3 separate regions of the Sus scrofa genome follow, and regions 1 and 3 are each linked to region 2. A link is a contact called in public HiChIP or PLAC-seq data. All regions are on one chromosome and are shown on one strand. Each heading gives the region's core, a stretch centred on a gene start, on an enhancer-like site or on the middle of the called end of the contact. The rest is flanking DNA. Distances are from core to core; before and after follow the strand shown.

Region 1 (3,330 bases), core at 654-3,153, 540 kb after region 2:
TTTCCATTATAGCTGGCTTACAGTGTGCCTTGTGATTTTTTTGCTGAAAAACTGGACAGCTGAATACTATAAGGCGGTAACTTGGAGTCAGACTCTTCCTCTGCCTCAATGTTTGCTGCTATTGACTGATAAGGGCTGTAGTCATCCATTTGTTTTGTGACTTTTCCAAACTAATTTTGCAAAGACTGTATTTCTTGTTGGGTGGGATCGCTGACATCTCTGTTCCGTTATCTCAGGGGTCAGCCAGTGACCTGCAAGGTATTTCCTTAAAGGCCAAAATCAGATGCCCTTGTCTTCATTAAGCTTGATGTAAGTTTTGCATTAGTTTCCAGAGCTGTGAAAAAGTTGATTCTGTCAGTTTTTGCTGGTTTATGGCTCTTTTAAAATCATTTTTAGAAGAGTGACTTTTTTTTTTTTGGCTCTTTAGGAACCTATGGAGATTCCCAGGCTTGGGGTCCAATCAGAGCTACAGCTGCCAGCCTACACCACAGCCACAGCAACACAGGAACCAAGCCGAGTCTGCGAACTACACCACAGCTCACAGCAATGCTGGATTCTTAACCCACTGAGCAAGGCCAGGGATTGAACCTGCAAACTCATGGTTCCTAGACAAATTCATTTCCGCTGTGCCACGATGGGAACTCCTAGAATAGTGATTTTTATTAGTGGTTACCAGTTGCTATTATGTTTCCTAATGATCTCAACCTGATCTATTTTAATAAGGATTTAAGCATTAGTTTGAAGAGGCAAGGTTCAGTTTTAAAGCAGAACTTTATTTTCTTTTTCTTTCTTTTTTTTTAGGAAAGCAGAACATATTAAACTTCCCATTCCACTTAACCCTTTTTGGGGCCATCTTTGAGTCATTAATATGTCACTTCCTTGGTAGATGGTTTATTCATACTAGCCTTAAAGGATTAGTTATAACCATAAACAGGTAATGTTATGAAAATGTGACTTTTGTGTTCATAGTACGAAGGTTAATATCTTGACACTGAGACTGCCATATACACAGTAACCTATGAGAACTTAAGAGCACAGAGATTTTTGCCTAAGTCCTTTTAGTCATATGAATGCAGAAAATTTACAACTTAGCAATATAATACTCATTATGAATGGCCAAATACAATCAATTAAATAGTTAAGTACAAGATTATCAGTTGAGATTTTGTGTTAATTTTTTAAAAGGACTGCTGTTTAAATCTAAAAGGTACTCTAAACCTCAGGGTGCTAGAACTTAAATTAAATCCTGGTGGTCAGGATCCGACTCTGTCTACGAAATACACTGGGGCTGCATAGATTGAACCATGTTTTTCTTATACTATAACAAGGGCTGTGATACTTTGCCTCAGTTTGCCAAGATAGACATCTGAATGCCCCTACACAGAAAGAGGTCCACCCCAACCCCTTCTGCCTTAAAGTGAATACTGTTGACAAAAAGATGGTGATTCTTCTCTAGCACTGCTAGTTTGTCATGTCATGCAGTATCACTGGGTCCAAAGTTGTCTGATTAGATACCTTGGGTTTTTAAGGGCCTTGATTTGTGTGGTTCTCAAAGTGTGGTTCCTGGACAGTAACGTCAGCATCACCTGGTGACTTGTTAGAAATGTAAAATTTCAGGCCTGCTCCTCAGATCCACTGAATGAGAACTACAGGATAGGGTCTAGCAACCTGTGTTATATCAAGCTCTCCAGGAAATCCCAATGTATGCTAAAACATGAGAAGCACTGACTTAGAATTTGAGGTTACTACAAGGGCTACCTATAGTTTATTGGATGTGTCGAAACCATCAATGAAAAGTTTTCAGGACTCTAAGGACTAAACAAATTGTAAATAATAATGCATCATAAATCCAAGGTAACACTGTGAACAGAGCTCTAACTTCCTTTCAATTCTCAAAACCACATTACCACCGCTTGTGAGTCATGGACAACACCCTTTGAGCAGAGTACAAATAACTGTGCTGTCATTACGTACCAGGCAGGGAACGAAGGTAGAAATCCTTTTTCTTAAGAGTTGGCAATTCTGTGCCAAAATATGTTTCTTGGAACAATTTAGTGGCACAAATCAGCAACTAAGTGGCACAGTTCAGAACAGAATTTGCCAGTCTAGGTCACAGATGCTGCCCCAGTTTACTGAAGTATAGGATCGTAAGGTTGTGTGTTTATATAGATAGAATACAAGTACATATTGTTTACTGCCTTGTGAGGCTTTGACTAGAATGATTAGTGAACTAAGCTTCTTACAGGATTACTTTTGCCCACCATTTGGAGAAAACAAGGCTATTCTCTTTCCTCTCTTTCACCAAAGTATAAGCAGCAGAGAGACATTTACATGCATGGACTCTCTGTGGTAATAGTGATTGCCTCCCAGGGAGATGAGATGAGGGCAAATCAAACAGGCTAAATTTTCACTGTGAACTATTTCATGCTATTGAATTTTAAAAAGCTGTGTACTATTTGAAGTTTAAAAAAAATGATATGAATGCATTACATATTCAAAAGAAAAAATATGTAAAAACAGCTTTCTCAGCAAATAATACTGGAATAACTGACATCCATATGCAAGAAACTGAACCTTGGTCCGTACTTTGCACTAATACACAAAATTTACCGAAAAATGGATGATCTTGATGTAAGACTAACAGCTATAAAGCTTCTAGAAGAAAATATAAGAGAAAGTCTTTGAGATCTTCAGCTAGGCAGAATTTTTGCAGATACAACAATGAAAGTATAATACATCAAAGAAAAATGATGAACTGAACTTCATTAAAATTTAAAAAAACGTGTGCTCTCTGGAAGACACCGTTACCAATACAGAAGGATAAGCCACAGACTGGGAGAATACATGTGCAAAAGCTTATAAGTAGAGCAGATAAAGACACTCAAAACACGGTAAGAGAAAAAGGGAACTTAATTACAAAAATGGACACACACATGTGTATATGGTGTGTGTATATAAATATATATGTATATATATTTATTTAAATGCATTGCAAATATTTCTCTCACTCTATGGATTATATTTTCACTCTCTTTTTCTTTTCTCTTTTTGACAGCGTCTGCTGCATACAGGTTCCCAGGCCAGGGATGAAACCTGTGTCATAGCAGTGACAACACTGGATCCTTAACCTACCGTACCACCTGGGGACGCCACATTTTCACTCTCTTTTTTACCTTTTTCGGCCTCCCTACCACATATGGAAGTTTCTGGGCCAGGGACTGAATCTGAACTGGAGCTGTGACCTATGCTACAGCTGTAGCAATGCCAGGATTGAACTGGTGCCTCCAAAGAAACCAGCTGGATCATTTACCCACTGCACCACAGCAGTAA
Region 2 (3,604 bases), core at 188-2,687:
CTTCTACTCAGTCAGGGACCCAGGTCACATCCCTGTAATGGCTGGTCTGATACCCTCAGTTTCCTTGGAGGTTGCTTCATTGGAATAAGGTTATAGTTCAGGCCAGGAAGTATCAATCAGCTTCGTATTTCACTGGGTAGAACCCAGTCACCTGGTCACACTCAGCTACGAGTCTTAATTTTAATGAAGTTGCTATTTATTTATTTATTTAATTTTTGTCCTTGTGCATTTAGAAACCATTACCTAAATCCAAGGTAACAAAGATTTACTCCTATGCTTTCTTCTAAGAATTTTATAGTTTCAGCTCTTACATTTAGGTGTATGATCTATTTTGAGTTAATTTTTACATAAGTGTGAGGTAGGAGTTCAACTTCATTATTTTGCACATGGTGATCCCAGCATCATTTGCTGAAAAGACTTGTTTCTTTCTAAACATTGAATTTTCATGGCATTCTTGTAAAAAATCATGTGACCATAGAACTAAAGGTCTATTTCTGGACTCCCAGTTCTACTGTCTTGATTACTATAGTTTTATGGTAAAAAGTATAGTTTTTGAAATTGGGAAATGTGAGTCCTCTAACTTTATAATTTTTCAACATCGGTTTGACTATTCTGCAGCTATATTATTTATTTTTTTATTTTTTTATTGTGATTTTTATTTTTTCCATTATAGGTGATTTACAGTGTTCTGTTAATTTTGACTGTACAGCAAAGTGACCCAGTCATACATTTATATCGTTTATTTTTACAATCCAATTTCCAAAATTCGGGAAAAGGGCAGGATGGAGCATGTTCAGATGGAAAATGGAAAAGTAGGCATTGGTAGCCAAATGTGAGTATGTGTGCTGGTATTAGGATTTTGAGGAGAGAAGCCTATTTTTGCTTTACAAATTAAAAATTCTCTAAGAAAATTGTTGATAATCACAATGATTTGGAATTTTATAGCTCTTTTCAAGGAAATTATATATGAATACTTTTAATTATGAAGACTTTGAGGGCCTAAAATTTACTAGTCTTCATCAATTATCCCTTATTTTTTTTTATTTGGATGATAAAACTCTGAACGGGATAATCTAAAGGAAAATAAAATTGTTTTTGCCATTAACTGCTTGGTTATAAAAATCCTACTTTTAAAGAACTTTGTATCCTTAATGTAAGGCAAACTTGGTAGCCAGTTCAGACAAGGTAAGACTATCTACAAATCAGAAGACATTGGTGCCTAGAATTTGGCATTCCTAAATTCCCAATGCTAAATCAGGAAATGTACACACTTGTCGCTTCACGTCTGAATAGAGGGTTAGACAACTCATGGATGACCTTTGAAATGATAAAATAGCACTTTGATTTTTCTACTGATTACTCAGAAATGTGCCTAAAGGTGATTGCAAAGAACTGTGAACAATAATATTGAGCAAGTGGAGTGGTTGCACCACGTGGCAGGAAAAACACAGACTGGCTTTAGGATCAGACAGCTCTGGATTTCAAATGTGGACTTCTTACTGTCTTTGTGAACTTGAGAAAGATATTAAGCTTCAGTTTCATTATTTCTAAAAATTGGTAAATACCTCTTGCAGAATTGCTCTGAAGATTAAGTGAGGCAAGAGATGCATGTGAACATGCCTGGGGAGGGGGGGGAACTGTAAGAGAGTAGGCTCTCAATCTGTTTCTTTTCTTTTTTTTTTTTTTTTTTCAAATACCTATAAGTGGATGAATGACAGAAAAGACCATAAAAGTAACATTTTAACTGAATTATTATGATAAATTTTAAATTTCTTCCCATGAAATTTTATTCTTTTAAGTTAAAAAAAACTGTTGATTCAAAAAATGTAACTGTTTTTGTATCTTTTAGAAGAATGTTCCTATAAACAAATTATTTTTAAAAAGCTTTTTTATCAACTCAATCATCCTAATTCCTGGTTAGGAAAATCACTTTAACACTTTGGGAGTCTGTGGATACCATACACTGAACAATCAAGCTACTTCAACTTCTCGCGAGGAAATGAGACTACCAAAAAACAGGAAGTTAAATGTGTGCAAAAGTATACATCCTGGTTGCCCATATGAAGATGAGGATGTGGTTTCTGTGTTCAAGGTCAAGTCTATGGTGGAAGGCCAAATGCCCCTGATTTTAAAATATAGCTTATATTGCACAAGGAAATATGTTTTTTTGTGTGTATGTGCACCACTGTTTCCTTGACAATAGTACCTGGCACACAGAAAGTGCTCAATAAATATTGTTGCATGAGTGAATAAATGAGTGAACCATAGCAGGTATCATCTGGTCTAGTAATTTTCAAACTTTTTTTTTTTGGTTATAGGCTCTTTGTTCAAGAAAAATATTCGGTGGACACCCAATATGATACACAGATGCAAGAGAAGCCTCTCTAGTCCATGAGACAGACTGCAGGGACCTCACCTCAAGATCCTCTAGATTCTGCAAGCCATATCTGGAAACCCCTAATCTTGTCAAACTTATATCAGAGATGGTAAGAGTAAAACCAGAGAGAAGGATTTTCCCAGTGCTGCACAGTGAAGTCAAAAACTTCACTCTCGACTTTTGGAATTCTTGTGTCTGTGGGGCAAAGGGCACATTCTACTGAATGTTTGCATCACTGGGAGGGTGTGTGGACACCCTTGGGCCCTCCAGGTGGCCTCAAGAGAGGAGCTAGTATCAGTTGCTTATCTACTTTCTGGAAGAACAACTCATTCTATGGTGCAATAAAGGGCTTCAAGCTGTGTCACTGAGGGCTCTCTGATGGTAAGACTTTTTTTGCTATAACTGTATGACCTCCACACAGGAAGGAAAGTGGTCCCCAATATATACATCTTGAGGTTGTCCCTAAGAGAATGGAATATGGGTTCTTCAGGGACTGCTTGTCTCAGACAAGTGGATGAGAATTTAAGAGTTAAATTATAGTTCGATTTGGTAACTCTAGAATCTAACTTCCAGATAAGTTATTTTAGGAGCATCCAGCCAATGATATTAATTAGTTTTAAGTGTGGAAGAGACATCTCAACCTGTAGCTTTTCCCTTGGGTCTCATATTTGCTCAGGTCCTGCCTTACTTGGTCCCCCACCCTCTCACCCCTCCTCTTCCAGTTCTGCTCCTTAGATGCAGAAGTTTGCACCACCAAAAGGGCTGGCACCCAGATGCTTCTCTTCCTTCTTGGTCTGGTCAGCAACCTACCATCCCACCCCCTTGGGATGCAGCTCAGGATCCGCCCCTTCCCCCGAGCCTGGTGCTGACTGCCTCCCTCTGCAGCTTCTGCTACCATCTGTGGCTCCTTATTTTCCATCATGGTGGAGAAAGCAGGAAGAGAGACAATTGGATTCCTTCACAGGTTGGGCGTTACAAAGTCACAGAGCTGAGATGAACATGTGATTTAATCCTAGCCACAAAAGCCACTTTCCAATTGCACAATCCTGGATAATATATGACCTCTTAATGGACACCCAACAATAATACCCTCAGTTAAGCTGTTTGAAGACATCCACAGAGTACTGGGGGAGTTCTACCATGCTCGCAGGTACGCGGTGCAGTTTGGGAGCTCTGTGCCTGGAGTCCCTGCTATTCCTCCAGTTGGCCTAAAGAGGGAGCTGTTTC
Region 3 (3,175 bases), core at 144-2,643, 560 kb before region 2:
GCCACAGCAACGGGGGATCCGAGCCGTGCCTGCAATCTACACCACAGCTCAGGGCAATGCCAGATCCTTAACCCACTAAACAAGGCCAGGGATCAAACCCACAACCTTATGGTTCCTAGTCGGATTCATTAACCACTGCGCCATGACGGGAACTAGATAGTACCCTTCTAATTGTAATAATTCTCATGCAGGTTCCCCCCCACACACACACACCTCAACATCCAGCATAATCTTCTCCATTACTCAAGGGGCGTGGGGCTTGGAAATGGCTGGTGGGTACCTGGCATCTGGGGAGATGAACAGCAGGAGAAGTGAGTTGTCAGGTAGATGTGAAAGTGGAAGTTTGAGCCACTACGGGATCTTAGAGTCCACGATTGGTTTTGCTGGGTTTGTGACTTCATGATTAGACTTTGCAGCTAGGGGAGGAGACCAGACCCTCTGCATGTAGCCTGAGCACCTAGATGGCGCTGCCTCCTCTCCCTTAAGAACCAAGCCCTTGGGTATCTGTTCTGCCCAGATGTCTCTTTACGGAATATTTGGAATTCTAAGGCCCAGGTCTTTCAATAGGTTCCTGATGCCATAATTTATAGATTTCATTGCCCCAAAGATGACTGTTTGCAAAGCAGCTCTGAGCCTTTACAGATCCTGAAGAAACTCTTTCATCTGAGCATGGTTCCCCTGAAGGATACTGTGGGTAGTCAGAATAGACCAAAGTTTGGAAGGTCTGGCATTGATTTCGGTCTCCTTGCCCTTTTCCAGAATTCTCTCCTGAAAGAGTCAGTCCTCTGAAAACCCAGAATCTCTCTCCAGTCCACATGCAGATTGAGCTCCAGGCTGTTCCCCCTACTCTGCAAGTGGGAGTGAAAAGCAACTATAATCCCTATCTTCTTTGCCAGTGCCCTCTCAGACAAGCCTATTATAGATTTCTAGAACATTTCTGCATTCCTGTGGAATTCATTCCATCATTTCGGAATAATACAGAGATACCATTTGGTCATTTAAATCTGTCTCCCCCCTCCAGGCACAGATAGAGATCTGCCCATCACTGCTGGTAAAACCTGACTTAAAAAGAGGTTAGCTGGTGAATTAATGGCAAGAATGCATGGAGTCACATGCTTTCAAACCAATTAGCAATACAGATGAGCTAGCAAGTCAAGTTCCATTTATAGGGTGGGGGAGGGGAGAAGTCAAATAATCTGTGTTTTTAAGTGTTTCTGAGAAATGAAGACCTCCAGGGCAGAGAGAAGGCGGATCAGGAAATAGCTATGCAAATCGCATGCCTGTGAAATTACTAAAACTTTGATCAGAGGCATTAACAATGGCTCCAGTACTCACAAGTATGAAATAAGGAGTGAGTAAGGCAGGGCATGTTTGGAAGGGATTTCAAAAGTGTTTACTTCCATGGTTTGTTGAGCAGTCAATGAAGTCCACGGCTATTTTAGACTGAAGTTGCCCGAGCAGTCCAGGTATGACAAATGTAGTAATACATTCCATTCTCATTAGTGACTCTTGGGGATCTCAGTGACACAGAGTCAAAATGACTGGACCTCATATAAAGCCTGCCTTTTTTTTTTTTTTCCACCCTCTTTCTAAGGACACTACTGCTCACCCTTCCACCAGCTGTAGGAGAAGGCCTGGATTCTGAGAGAGGGTAGTTCCCTGGAAATGCTAAATTGCTATTAGTATTCAGTGGGATTCAGGCAACATTAAGGTATGACTTGGGCTAAAGCAAACAGGGAAACTCCAAGCGGCCATGATGTCGCAGCTGGCAAGTGTGACACTTCACACCCCTGGGTCCCTGTTCAGGGCTGTCTGGTCTTGAGGGTATTTGAGGCTCTCATCTCAGTTCCCAACTCTGGACTCATCTTTTTTTTTTTTTTTTTTTTTTTTTAAACGGCATATGGAAGTTCCCAGGCTAGGGGTCAAATAGGAGCTGTGGTTGCTGGCCTATACCACAGCCACAGCAGCTCAGGATCCAAGCCACATCTGCAACCACAGCTCATGGCAATGCCGGATCCTTAATCCACTGAGTGAGGCCAGGGAATCAAACCCATGTCTTCATGGATACTAGTCAGGCTCCTTACTGCTGAGCCACAACAGGAACTCCCTGCTTGTCCATCCTAAATGGAATGTTTGCATCTAACCCCCAACTCCCAGTCCATCCCACTCCCTTCCCTCACCCCCTTGGCAACCACCAGTCTGTTCTTTATGTCTGTGTAGACTCATATTTTTAATGCCTTTATTTGAGAAAAAAATATTACACTTAAAAAGGAAACTGTCAGAATAATTTTTTTAAAAATGGTAATACTCTTGTATCCTTTTTTTTTTCTCCCTAACCGTGCCTATTGCTTTAAATTCATCATTTAAGTTAGAAAGTTCCCCCAAGATAGAGTTGTGCTTCTTAGTGGTCCAGTGTGTTCATATCTCAGAAGCAACAGTTGCTTCTCAAACATTTCTATTGGGTGTGGAAAATTATTTATAGGAGAACAGAATAAAAGTAAACTTTTTATGATGTTCTTAAAGGTATATATAATTAATGCTTTGTGAATTCATGGGCAGATTCAAGCAGTTATCAGATTCTGAGTACCAGGAGCTGCAGTTTTCTGGCCCCACTCTGTTCGGTGTGGAGTATATGGAATATAACTGTGGATTGGAATTAAAATTTTCAGGGAATCATTTATAAATTTAAAAGAAAAAATGTTGGCTTTAAGTTAAAGCCACAATGAGAGCTGAGAGCTTCTGTTTTTCTTTTCCTTTTTCCCCAAGTATTTGAAAACTGAAATTCTGTAAGAGATTATCTGTGAAAATGCCTTTCTTTTATTACACCCATAAATTTCAGGAGTGGCTTTGATCAAGCCTTCTGCCATTCTCGGTTTCTAAATCTTTTACTCATACGTTAATAACTTTAAAAACACTCATCCTATTTTTGTTGTAGTGAAAGAGGAAGTTTCTAAATAGTCAAAAAGGAAACATTGAAAATAGAATACAATAAATGATAACTAAATTAGGGTAGGGCTTTTTTTTTTTTTTTTTCCTTCCCCAGAAAGAGCAATGCTCCATGTTGAAACTTGCCAGAGTATTTTAAGATTATTGTCCATAAAGAAAATGTACCAAAGAATTGAGATGTTCAAAGGAAAGGCATTAAGGAAATGCAAGGTATTATTGGTAATGCGCA

Evidence for each region. HiChIP or PLAC-seq counts read pairs in DNA pulled down with a chosen protein or histone mark.
Region 1: an H3K27ac HiChIP or PLAC-seq map of alveolar macrophages shows a contact between it and region 2. The contact joins two enhancer-like sites. A contact is called at or near these places in 11 of 47 Hi-C or Micro-C datasets (embryonic fibroblasts, fetal heart ventricle, heart right ventricle and 6 more) and 2 of 2 datasets of contacts at active chromatin or transcription factors (alveolar macrophages and skeletal muscle).
Region 3: an H3K27ac HiChIP or PLAC-seq map of alveolar macrophages shows a contact between it and region 2. The contact joins two enhancer-like sites. A contact is called at or near these places in 1 of 47 Hi-C or Micro-C datasets (embryonic fibroblasts) and 1 of 2 datasets of contacts at active chromatin or transcription factors (alveolar macrophages).

The regions. Positions count from the first base shown.
Region 1 is chr14:66,644,443-66,647,772 of Sscrofa11.1, forward strand. All of the region lies in intron 24 of JMJD1C (probable JmjC domain-containing histone demethylation protein 2C), which reads right to left. Among named protein-coding and RNA genes, the nearest start is that of NRBF2, 56 kb to the left of the region's middle. Within about 2 kb of position 1,904, at least 9 of the 83 cell types and tissues checked have an H3K27ac peak or open chromatin away from gene starts, as enhancers often do. A contact at or near this core is called in alveolar macrophages, where this site is marked.
Region 2 is chr14:66,108,669-66,112,272 of Sscrofa11.1, forward strand. No RefSeq gene overlaps it. Among named protein-coding and RNA genes, the nearest start is that of ADO, 170 kb to the right of the region's middle. Within about 2 kb of position 1,438, at least 3 of the 83 cell types and tissues checked have an H3K27ac peak or open chromatin away from gene starts, as enhancers often do. A contact at or near this core is called in alveolar macrophages, where this site is marked.
Region 3 is chr14:65,544,943-65,548,117 of Sscrofa11.1, forward strand. The region is part of intron 4 of ARID5B (AT-rich interactive domain-containing protein 5B); the gene reads left to right. Among named protein-coding and RNA genes, the nearest start is that of ARID5B, 140 kb to the left of the region's middle. Within about 2 kb of position 1,394, at least 18 of the 83 cell types and tissues checked have an H3K27ac peak or open chromatin away from gene starts, as enhancers often do. A contact at or near this core is called in alveolar macrophages, where this site is marked.